4 separate regions of the Sus scrofa genome follow, and all the other regions are linked to region 3. The links are chromatin contacts, called in public Hi-C and HiChIP or PLAC-seq maps. All regions are on one chromosome and are shown on one strand. The core of a region is the stretch at or near the end of the contact, and the rest is flanking DNA. Distances in the headings are between cores, read along the strand shown.

The links. Hi-C and Micro-C count contacts between places; a contact is called where the count stands out from the background. HiChIP or PLAC-seq counts read pairs in DNA pulled down with a chosen protein or histone mark.
Region 1: an H3K27ac HiChIP or PLAC-seq map of alveolar macrophages shows a contact between it and region 3. The contact joins two enhancer-like sites. A contact is called at or near these places in 2 of 5 promoter capture datasets (fetal skeletal muscle and liver), 17 of 47 Hi-C or Micro-C datasets (adipocytes, alveolar macrophages, blood and 10 more) and 2 of 2 datasets of contacts at active chromatin or transcription factors (alveolar macrophages and skeletal muscle).
Region 2: a Hi-C map of alveolar macrophages shows a contact between it and region 3, with 2.7 times the contacts expected there. The contact joins two enhancer-like sites. A contact is called at or near these places in 5 of 47 Hi-C or Micro-C datasets (alveolar macrophages, blood, embryonic fibroblasts and 2 more).
Region 4: a contact with region 3 is called in a Hi-C map of retroperitoneal adipose tissue, with 2.9 times the contacts expected there. The contact joins two enhancer-like sites. A contact is called at or near these places in 1 of 5 promoter capture datasets (fetal liver), 25 of 47 Hi-C or Micro-C datasets (adipose tissue, alveolar macrophages, blood and 13 more) and 2 of 2 datasets of contacts at active chromatin or transcription factors (alveolar macrophages and skeletal muscle).

The regions. Positions count from the first base shown.
Region 1 is chr2:26,926,710-26,929,409 of Sscrofa11.1, reverse strand. It overlaps LOC106509384 (a long non-coding RNA gene), which reads left to right. Exons shown (of 6, transcript XR_002341524.1): 5 at 588-705; 6 at 2,008-2,700. Among named protein-coding and RNA genes, the nearest start is that of CAPRIN1, 53 kb to the right of the region's middle. Within about 2 kb of position 1,444, at least 3 of the 83 cell types and tissues checked have an H3K27ac peak or open chromatin away from gene starts, as enhancers often do. A contact at or near this core is called in alveolar macrophages, where this site is marked.
Region 2 is chr2:27,116,152-27,118,851 of Sscrofa11.1, reverse strand. No RefSeq gene overlaps it. Among named protein-coding and RNA genes, the nearest start is that of FBXO3, 29 kb to the left of the region's middle. Within about 2 kb of position 1,386, at least 1 of the 83 cell types and tissues checked has an H3K27ac peak or open chromatin away from gene starts, as enhancers often do. A contact at or near this core is called in alveolar macrophages, where this site is marked.
Region 3 is chr2:27,051,204-27,053,903 of Sscrofa11.1, reverse strand. All of the region lies in intron 4 of LMO2 (rhombotin-2), which reads right to left. Among named protein-coding and RNA genes, the nearest start is that of LMO2, 19 kb to the right of the region's middle. Within about 2 kb of position 1,398, at least 4 of the 83 cell types and tissues checked have an H3K27ac peak or open chromatin away from gene starts, as enhancers often do. A contact at or near this core is called in alveolar macrophages and retroperitoneal adipose tissue, where this site is marked.
Region 4 is chr2:26,954,554-26,957,253 of Sscrofa11.1, reverse strand. All of the region lies in intron 1 of LOC110259281 (a long non-coding RNA gene), which reads left to right. Among named protein-coding and RNA genes, the nearest start is that of LMO2, 78 kb to the left of the region's middle. Within about 2 kb of position 1,348, at least 7 of the 83 cell types and tissues checked have an H3K27ac peak or open chromatin away from gene starts, as enhancers often do. A contact at or near this core is called in alveolar macrophages and retroperitoneal adipose tissue, where this site is marked.

The DNA of each region.
Region 1 (2,700 bases), core at 195-2,694, 120 kb after region 3:
CATACAGGGCTCTGGGAAGGTTGAGGGGTGAGTTTGCAGAGTGAGCCCAGGGACCTTCTGGGAGGGAAAAGGCTGGTCCCTTTCCCTATTCCCTGAGAGTAGGGTTTAGGGAGATACATGGACTTGTGAGCAATTCAGAAAAGGATTCAGAAGTAGGAAAAGCCAACAGGTCCAATGTGTTACTGAGTCCAAGCTTGTGCTGCTCGCTGCAGAACAAGGCATTAAATCCGCAGACACGTTGCTGGGGCAAGGAATAGTGACTTTATTCAGAAAGCCAGCAGACCGAGATGGTGGACTAGTGTCCCAAAGAACCATCTTGCCCTGGTTTGGATGTTAGTTTCTTGTATGGGACAGCAGGGGACATCAGGAGGTAAAGCAAAAAAGGCAATAAGTTGTAACTATTTTCTGTTCAAGCCAGACTCCGGAGGGGATGTGTTCATTTCTTCCCGCCTGCAGTCATTCATAGGTGGGCCTGATCGGGAGGTTTCCTGAGAGCCAACAAAGGTATTTTAGCTTAATGCTCAGACATGGGAGGCAGGGTTCCTGGAGAAGGGCCATTATGTATCCCTTTTGTGATTAACTTGCAGCAAAAGCAATAGAATACAAAACTTAAAGAAACAGATCCAGTATGGAGTCAGACTGTTCTTCCCTATTACAAACTGAATCCAGGGACTTACAGCCAGGCTTGGCAATAAACCCAGAAAGGTGAGTGTGAGATGGGGATTCTGGCTCCTTGAAGTGCTTGATGCTGTAATTGGTTCTGCCTGTCCCTCAAGGCCGGTGTATTGTAAGATGAATAACCCTAGAGGCTCAGTTCTTTTAGGAATGACAGGGGGCCTCTCAAATGAGCATCACCTGGAGGCATCTCCTTTCCTTGAAAAACTGCTAGTGAGAAACTGGGTTGGTGAGCTAAGGCCCTGCCTCTGCAGCATCTCACGCAAGGATTGGGCTGCAGGTCAGCTCTGCTGCTGTTATCTTGCAAAGTTACTGAGAATCTGGGTTCCTCCACCATCCCCGAGTAGCTTGGCCTCTGGTGGACATGGCTCCCCAGTGGAGACTAAAAGAGAACTGTGGATGGTTTGGCTGTGAGCCCCTCAGGGCCGTATGGTTCTTCCTGGAAGAATTCCCCCTCCCCTTTCCCTCTGCTGGAGATTCCACTCCAGCAACTGGGGTTATAGCAGGAGCAGAGAACTGGGACCTAATCCTGTGCTTTGGCCACTGCCCACCATGACCAGCTTCTACACATTCAGTGCCCTTATCTGCAGTCCACCCACGGAAATGGGATCAAACCATGTGAGCTTCTTGCTACAAGACACAGGTCATGGCTCCTGGATTCTAGATGCCTAAAGAAAAGGGGGGATGAATCAACCCCTGGGGAGAGGTTGACGGGACTTCTGCACTTCCACCTCTCACCAGCAGGTGGCGCCTCAAACAATGTAATCTGGGACCTGACCCAGAACATTGTACCCAGCAAAAGGGAACCCTCCAGCGCACAGCAAAGACCTTTGGGGGCGGGGGGAGGTACTTCTTATTATGGGAACGATAATTACTCACATGATCTCCCCACCACCACTGCCATTTTGTTTTTACAAAATGGAATGAAGAGAAGGAATTTCTTTCTATTCGCGGAAGAATGCAACTCCCGTCAGGAATATAATTTTTCTTTTCGTCTCATCTGTCTTTTTGTCGGGCCGCTTCCCGGCATATGGAGGTTCCCAGGCTAGGGGTCTAATCCGAGCTGTAGCCACCGGCCTATGCCAGAGCCACAGCAACGTGGGATCCGAGCCGTGTCTGTGACCCACACTACAGCTCAGATCCTTAACCCACTGAGCATGGCATGGCCAGGGATTGAACCTGCACCCTCATGGTTCCTAGTCAGATTCGTTAACAACGGGAACTCCAGGAGTATAATTTTACCTCGACCTTAAAGGATTGACTAGAAGGAATGGAAAGTCCTAAAGTTCCCTCCTCACCTCTCTCACCCATCCTTTCCCTTTCCTCCTCCAGCTTCCATTGCCTACTATCGCTATAACCACAGCAACCTGGCTGGCGGGGAAATATGGAAACTCCAACTCATTCTTCTAGATTCAGGTAAGTCTCCACCTTTTCTGTGAAGCCTTTGTCCATCCTCACTTCAGCTTTGGAGAGGACAACCTCACAGATATGCCGATATGTACACCCTGTGCACACCTGTGTTACCACACTCACTGCGTTGCTTCAGAACTCTGTGTACCCGTGTGTCTCTGTCCCAACCCCATGATCCCTTGAGCATATGTGCACCCCCGTGCTTGGGTTAGAGCCTGGCAACACAGGAGCTGCTCAGGCACTTCCACTCCTGAATGTCAGAAACTTAAGGGAGGAGGGGAGCAGACTGCCCTGGAGCGGCGTGAGAGTGGGTGGGAGACAGGTTGTCCCAGGAGTGGAGTGGAGCCTAAGTAGCCTCAGAGGACAGAAATCATGTCCTCACCCAGGAAAGCTGTGCCTGGCATGCAGGCTGTTCCAGGCAGGAAAGGGAGGTAAAAGGTGGCAGAAAGCAACGGGGCAACAGAGTGGAGGTGAATGGATGGAACAGGGAGGGAGATGTTGACTTTCAGATCAGTGCGCAGCCCTTGAAACTGGACTAGAGTTTCAAGGCTGAGATAGTGAGAAGGAGCTCAAGTCCTATGTTTAAATGGTAATGACTCTAGAGGAGATGCCTGA
Region 2 (2,700 bases), core at 137-2,636, 65 kb before region 3:
ACAGGAACTCCTAAATTTTTAAAAAAGGAAAAACTGGTAAGAGAGCAGAGACGCAATTTATTTTAACTGACTACAAAGTGATTTTTAAAAATCTAAATATTATGCAATTTCCCCCCAAATGCTGTCACAGCTCAAAACTTGGCTCATTTTGAATCCTGAGTCCTATACTCTGGAGACAAATTCACTGCATAGAATTAGAGAATAATGTGACATGGAAAAAAATAAAAGAAAATAATAGTGCTGTGAGGCAGGCAGTGATGACCAAGGTTCAGAGAAATGATTTGCCCAAAGTGGCAGTGATGGGTAAATAATGAGGAAGCGCACAATGAGCATTCATTTCCCAGGAAATTTGCATATATTATCGCATCATCTCAAGTCCCCTGCTTGGCTTTGCTGTCTCAGGCGCTCCTCTGAAGATTTCTCCTCTAGATTTCCCTGACACCCAGGCTGGGGACCCACAGGGCTGATCCTGGGAAACAATAAATATTTATTTATTTATTTATTTATTTATTATTTTTTTTGTCTTTTTGCCTTTTCTAGGGCCGCTCCTGCGGCATATGGAGGTTCCCAGGCTAGGGGTCTAATAGGAGCTGTAGCCGCCGGCCTATGCCAGAGCCACAGCAAAGCAGGATCCGAGCCATGTCTACAGCCTACACCACAGCTCACGGCAACGCTGGGTCCTTAACCCACTGAGCAAGGCAGGGATCGAACCGCAACCTCATGGTTCCTAGTTGGATTCGTTAACCACTGTGCCACAATGGGAACTCCATGGGAAATAATAAATATTTATAGTAGGGGAAAAGTGGGAAGGGAAATGCCCGTGTGCCCATGCATCATGAGAAGCCAGGGCTTCTCTTTTTTCCTCTTTCCTCTTCTTTCTCATTACCTTTTTTTCCTGACCCGGGTGAAACACTTAGATGCCGAAATCCACCTGTAATGATCAAGATGACCACCAGAGGGAAGCATGGGACCATGGCGCTCTTCTGAACATAAACGAGTGCTTCTAATAAGCGGGCTCTCTCTGTCAAACATCAGAATCTTGGGTACCCAATCCTGCCTGCACATTAGAATCATCTGACGAATTTCTACAAAATCACGGGTGCCTGGGCTCCGTCTCAAGCCGATTTCATCTTATATCCCTGGGGCTGGGGAACAGGTGCTGCTAGTCTTTAAGTTGCTCAGGTGACTGATACATAATGGGTTGAGAATTGCTCATGGAGAACCCTGAGTCCTGAGAACTGTGAAGGCTCTTAGGAATCACCCAGCCCAGGTGATCTCTCCCATTTCACAGCTTCAGACCCAGAGAGAGGAACAGGCTTAGGGATCATTGGAAGGCAGTGCCCAGGACTCTGATGTTCAGCCTATACTCGTTCCTCCACAGCACATGCTCTCCCATGTTTACAATGGGCCTGGGCATCAGATGACACCAAGGAACAGCTCTTCCCTCCCCTCTGATCTTAGAGTTTGTGGTCCCTGGTCCAAGAAGTGCTTCATCCGTGGAACAGTTAAGGACTGATCTGCAGAAATCAACTGGAGAACTACCCCAGCCATGCGGGTGCTGAGGTTGGGAGCTCATGTGCTCTAGGAAACCGAAAGAGGAAGGGGGAGTGAGGGCAGCTACAGTCAAGGAAGGCTTTCTGGAGTTCCCGTCGTGGCTCAGTGGTTAACGAATCCGACTACGAACCATGAGTTTGCGGGTTTTATCCCTGGCCTTGCTCAGTGGGGTAAGGATCTGGCGTTGCCATAAGCTATGGTGTAGGTTGCAGACGTGGCTCAGACCCCGAGTTGCTGTGGCTGTGGTGTAGGCCAGCGGCTACAGCTCCAATTCTACCCTAGCCTGGGAACCTCCATATGCCGCAGGAGCGGCTCAAGAAATGGCAAAAAAAAAAAAAAAAGGCTTCCTGGAGGTGAGGCACGAGTGGAAGACCAGTTGGATTTCAATGACCACCATGGATGGAGGGAACCACATTCCAAACCAGAGGACAGGGACAAATGAGGGGCATTGACCGCGCCCTGTGAGCCAACAGGAGGGGCAGAGGTGAGGCCTGAAGAGCAGTGGCATTAACTCCGCAGAGAGAGAAGGGGGCATGGCCTGTGGGCAGAGGCATCTCCAGATAGAGGAACCAAGGCCTTTTATGCAATGTCCTAGATTTCAGCTTAGAAAGTAAGGAAACATGGATGGAAGGGGCGGAGGTGAGCTGGCCCTGGAAAGACGCAGGTGGGGGTGGGGGAAGGATGGTCTAGAGGCCCAGAGATGAAGGTGTCTTGGTGGGGGGTGGGCATCCAGGGAACTCTCTTAGCTTCATCCTTTTCTGGGTCCTCAGAACCTGAAAAAGATATGACTTCTGGAAAGCATCCTGGAAGGAATTACTGAACAGAATGGAACGTTTAAGGAGAAGAAGGTTCTCAGCAGTGGGTTGTGGCCAAGGACAGGGTGGTAGAAAGATGCGGAGGGAACAGAGAGCCATTTGGAGAGTAGCGGGACCCGTGTCCAGAGGCTCTTCTAAGTCCCAGAGTTTATGGGGCCATCAGAACTGTCCTAACCTCAGGGCAGCAGGACCCTGGTGTTCAGAGGAAGGGGACCTCCCCTTCCCCCCTTCTCCTCTAGTTGGGGTATTCTTGGGGATCCCCAGAAACCCCATGTTAAGAAAGTTCCAGAAGTCTAACCCCTCCCCCCACCCCATCCTCACACATCTTTAT
Region 3 (2,700 bases), core at 149-2,648:
GGATCCTTACCCCACGGAGCAGGGCCAGGGATTGAACCCACATCCTCATGGATACTAGCTGGGTTCGTTCCTGCTGAGCCGCAATGGAACTCCAAAACTCTCAGTTCAGAAGAAGAGCAGGAGGAAACCCCTGGGGGCCCCTTTGAGAGGAAACTGACCAGGAATGCGATGAATTGGGCATCTTTCTGAAGCTCCCAAGATCTATCATATCAACAGCCGCTAATTCCACCCAAGGGGAGGACTGGTTTTGAATGACTCCAAAGGCACAAAGGCCACATGATTGTTCGCTGGGACCCCAGCTCCTGGGAGACAGAGGCAGTTTGAGAGAAAACACGTGGTATAGCTAAGCATGCCTCAGATCTGGAGGACAAGCGACGTCTCTCCATGCCCAATGCAAGATCTTAATTGAAGATCCTTGCTGCCCCGACAGCACGAGTCTCTGGAGAGGCTTCTGACATTGAAACTAAGACCCTCCGAAGCCTCAGTTGGTCAATTACTTCAAGGAATATTCAGTGTCAAGGTGGGAAATGCAATATGGCGGAGCCCAGTGCAGTGGGTCTCAGTGTGGTCCGGGGACCAGCCGCATTTGCACTCGCTGGGAGCTTGTGAGAAATGCACACTCGGGCCCTCCTGATGGAGGTACTCTGCGGGCGATCCTGAGCACTTCCAGGTGATTCGAATGCAGGCTGAAGTTTGCAAATCAGCCCACAGGCATGGGAATCAGCAGACTCAGACTCAGTCCAGGACTCGCCCTGAGTACCTGAGTGACCCTGGTGAGACCTCCGATTCCTCTGAGCTTATGAAACGGCAGCGCTCATAGCGCCTGCCTCACCCAGCTGTTAGAAGGATACAATGCAGCCTGTCAAACCACCAACAGCCAAGGTCAAGGGCGAAGCCAACTCTGGCTGTGTTTTAACACACCTTGGGGGTATTCCCAAAGGGGCCAGTCTTGCTGCCGGAAGTCATTTCTGCACGTGCCTGATCACATGGCATTTCAGGGGGTCCTTCCCACCCTTTGGGGGCAGTGTTAGGTAAATGCTTGTTCTTATTAACTTCAAATAGAGAATCAACCGGCACATTCTGAGTGGCCGTAGGGGAGATAAGGGCAGCTGACAAATTTTGAAATGTGTGGGCTACACTAATGGGATCAAGATGTGGTCTGTGAGCAGAGCGCTCCCTGTTACAGCCAGGCCAGCTAGCTTCTCTCCGAATCCCGCTTTCCCTTTGAAGATCCCTTTGAGTGTTTTCGAGGCACCACCTGGGAGCAAACTCATTACTGGGGGAGAACATTTTATCCCGAGGCAGCAAATGGAGGAGCCGTGGGGAGCTGCCACCTTGGCGGTCAGGAAGTAGAAAGGCAGTTCTGGTTTCCTGATCGTTCAGTAAGTTGAGTTGGGGCCGAGCGAGAATCGATGACTCACAAAACCGTGTGCGTGGAATGACGCCAGGCGCCTGGGTGTGTGACCCTTATGGGAGGAGAGCGTTTATTAAAGGGAAGTCGGGGGTAAATTACAACCCACGTCAGGCAGCTAATGAAGGGACGGACGAAGGACTGATGTCTGGGAGACAAGTTCAAGTCCCAGCATCACCTCTAATTAGCCAGGTGCCAATGACATCCTCTGCCCTGGCTCCTGTGTCTTAAGCTGTAGAGCAAGAGACCAGGAAGAGAAGGTCTCTGCAGCCCCTTCCAGCTCTGGTTTGCTGAGACTTTGCCACTCATGAAAATAAGCCAGGACTTGACATCTAAATTGAGTGTTGACCTCTGGCACCAAAATCGGTGCCTTGGGCTGGATGGCCCAGGAGCGGACCTGAAGCCTCATATGACTGAGGATGTGTAATCAGGGGAAATGGGTAGGAGGCAGGAAGCCAGGCAGAAGGGGTGGAAGGCAAGCAAAGTTGCGATCTGGGGCCAAGGGCCTCAGAGGGGAGCTTCGACCTGACCGCGTGGGAACTCTAGGGTGGAAGCTGTGTCTCCAGGCGGCCCTGGCTCCAGGCAAGATTGCAGGACTTTGGTCTCTGGCAGTGTCAGTCATGGGGCAAGGTCAGCTGGGCATCTGCAGGGGTAGTGGGTACACCTCTGGCTTTTAACAGGTGCAGGTGCTGGCAGCTGAAGGTAAACCATGGCCGGGGGTGGCGGGGGCGGGTGCACGACACACACAGATTGGTAAAAAGGAATCTGTGGGGATCTGGGCTGAGCTTTAATATTAGCAACTACTGTTAGGTTCCCAACAAAACCACCTAATAGCCCGGGGTTTATTCCAGTTCTGCACGGGAGTCTCATGAATATTTGAGGCTAAAAGCCTGAAAAAGACTGTAACAGGCAAGTCAGCCACTGGAAATCCTCAGGGGAAGAAGTTCTCCTTGGAGGGCAGGGGAGAAGGATGAACCCCATCACAGGACCCCTTCAACTTGTCTTTTGCCCAGACATACCAAAAATGTTCAGAATGCAAGCAAACAAGTCCATGGCTAAAGGGCCATCTCTGCAGCAAGAAACGATTTTTCTCCTCTGTCAAGAGGTGTCATGTCTTAAGCTTCCTCCTGCCCATTTTAATAACAATAATATAAATATGAAAGGATGGCTGGAAACGCCTGCACTAACACAGAGTTAATTAACATGTTGTCTAGGAATGTAGCAGGGAGAAGAATTATTTCATGTCACCAAGACACAAGTTAATTAACATTGGGCTCTCCCAGACTATT
Region 4 (2,700 bases), core at 99-2,598, 97 kb after region 3:
ATCCGGCATTGCGGAGTTCCCGTGGTGGCGCAGTGGTTAACGAATCCGACTAGGAACCATGAGGTTGCGGGTTCGATCCCTGCCCTTGCTCAGTGGGTTAAAGATCCGGCGTTGCCGTGAGCTGTGGTGTAGGTTGCAGACGCAGCTCGGATCCCGCGTTGCTGTGGCTCTGGCGTAGGCCGGTGGCTACAGCTCTGATTAGACCCCTAGCCTGGGAACCTCCATATGCCGTGAGAGCGGACCAAGAAATGGCAAAAAGACAAAAAAAAAAAAAAAAAAAAAATCCGGCATTGCTGTGAGCTGCGGTATAGTTCCCAGAAGTGGCTCAGAACCCACATTGCTGTGGCTGTGGTGTAGGCCAGCCACTGCAGCTCTGATCCAACCCCTAGCCTGGGAACTTCTATGTACCTCAGGTGCAGCCCTAAAAAGTTAAAAATAAGTAGAAATAAACCCAATTTTTGGATGCAGGATCAGGAACTGCTATCTCTCAGGAGGGTGAAGGCAGAAGCCATGCTTAGAAACTTGTGGACCTTTTGGCGGTTCTCCTGGACGGAACTTGCCGAGATGGGGTAGGGTAGATTGAGGGGATTATGAGAGGTAAGAGAAGAGGGATCTAAAAAGGGGGGGAACCTCGATGCCCATCAGAGGAGGACACTATATGGACTGGAAGGTGAGTCAGTGGGAAAATACAAGAGGGTTTTGCACCATCTTCTTCCCATCCTCCGTGTTCAGGATCATCTAATAGAAAGGTTATTTTCTTCCAGCTAATAGTCTGTACTTACGCCCCTTCCTAGGGGGAACATGAAAGTAGTAACATCGCCCAGGCCTCCTTCACAAGGTTGAAAGGATCAAAAGAGTTCTCTTTGGAGAATCTGACCATAAGACCCTGTTATCTGTATCATCAATAGTGTAATTCAAGGCGCCAGGAAAAGTCAAAACTTACTTACTCCGAAACTCACTTTCCAAAACCCTAGAGAACTCAGATCAGATGCTCTTTGCTTGAGGATGATTTAACAGCCATTGAAAACAAGAGAAGCTAATACCTAGGAAGAAGGTTAAACAGCAAAGTAAACCATTGTGTGGCACATTCATTGAACATTTATTGAGCACTTACTATGCGCCTGTCACTGGTGTAAGAGCCGAGCATGTAAAATTGAATAAGTACTCAGAACAAAGAGTTTATAGGGGCAGCAATTTCCAGCAATTCAATGTGCTGTGTTTTTGTTTTGTCTTATTTTAACGGAAAGTACATTTGTAAAGAATGTTTGGGAATTATAGCCCTACCATAAAATATGTTTTGTTTCACTTCCTTTAGCTGTTATTTTATGACAGCCCTGACCTTCTGACCAGAAGCAAAAATCTGGGCTTTCTAAATAGCCCATATTGGCTGGGCTTAATGGGTTTTCAAAATAAATGGATTGGATTTCTGAACCTGTCAAAATATAGAGCACGAGGGCTTTTTTGAACTTGAGAGGCCTGCTCTGAGCGTGGATTCAGAGTCCACTGTCTGAGCCAGGGCGCCAAGAGCCAGCTTATCAGCCACCTGTTATTTTTGATGGAAGCAGAGGTGACCAGGACAAAGGAATGAGCTCAGGGAGGTCAGATGTCACTTAAACATGATGTCACCCGGGGCAATCAAGGCATTAGGGACCTCAGATTCTCTCAGAGGGGAATTCTAGAGGATTTTAACCAAGACTTAAACCAAGGCCCATCTTTGGAATTCTAGAGGATTTTCCCCAAGGCCTAAACTAAGGCTCCTGTAGGACTATCTTTGGTAGCCATCCAGGGAAGGGATGGTGCCACCTGGCACATGATCCCAGGTGCCCGTGGCTGATGAGTAAGTACAGGGTCAGCTATCAGATGATGCGCTGTGCTAACCTTCAAAACAGGAGGAAGGAAAGATGCTTCCGTGTGAGGCCAGCCCAGCTCCACTACTTTCTTTTTCCTTTGTTGTTGTTGTTTTTTTTTTTTTATTTTTAGGGCCACATCTGCAGCATATGGAGATTCCCAGGCTAGGGGTTGAACTGGAGCTGCAGCTGCCAGCCCGCCTATGCCACAGCCACAGTGATGCCAGATCCAAGCCTCATCTGGGACCTACACTGCAGCTCATAGAAACACCAGATCCTTAACCGGCTGATCAAGGCCAGGGATGTTACCCAGATCCTCATGGATACAAGTCAGGTTTATAACCCGCTGAGCCACAACAGGAACTCCCCAGCTCCCCTGCTTTCCATGTGACCTTGAACAGGGCCTCAGTTTCCCCATTTATGAAATGGGGCTGCTAACAGTATTGAGCACACAGGGCCGTCACGATGGTCAAATAGAACAACCAGGTAGAAAAATTCCTCCAGTACCTGGAAGCCCAAACCAGCTCCTCGGGACAATCAGTCTGGTGGCTGCGTTGTCATACCCAGGGTCTCTCTGAGGTCAAGAGAGGCTCCTTGACGCCAAAACCGGTTGAACAGAATTTGATGTTTTAATGGTTGAATCCCATCCGTGGAATTTTGTGACTATCTACCTGATTGCACTCATAGATGGTGGATACAGTGGAATTTGAGGCCTTTTTTGTGACCAAGGCCATTGCAAAACCACCCCCTCCCTCCTGACCCCCACGGACCCCCTCCAACCCCCGAGCACTCTCTGCTAATAGAGTGCCCTTCAGGAGTGCCTGGCCTTGGCCCCTCATCCCTTCTCCCCACT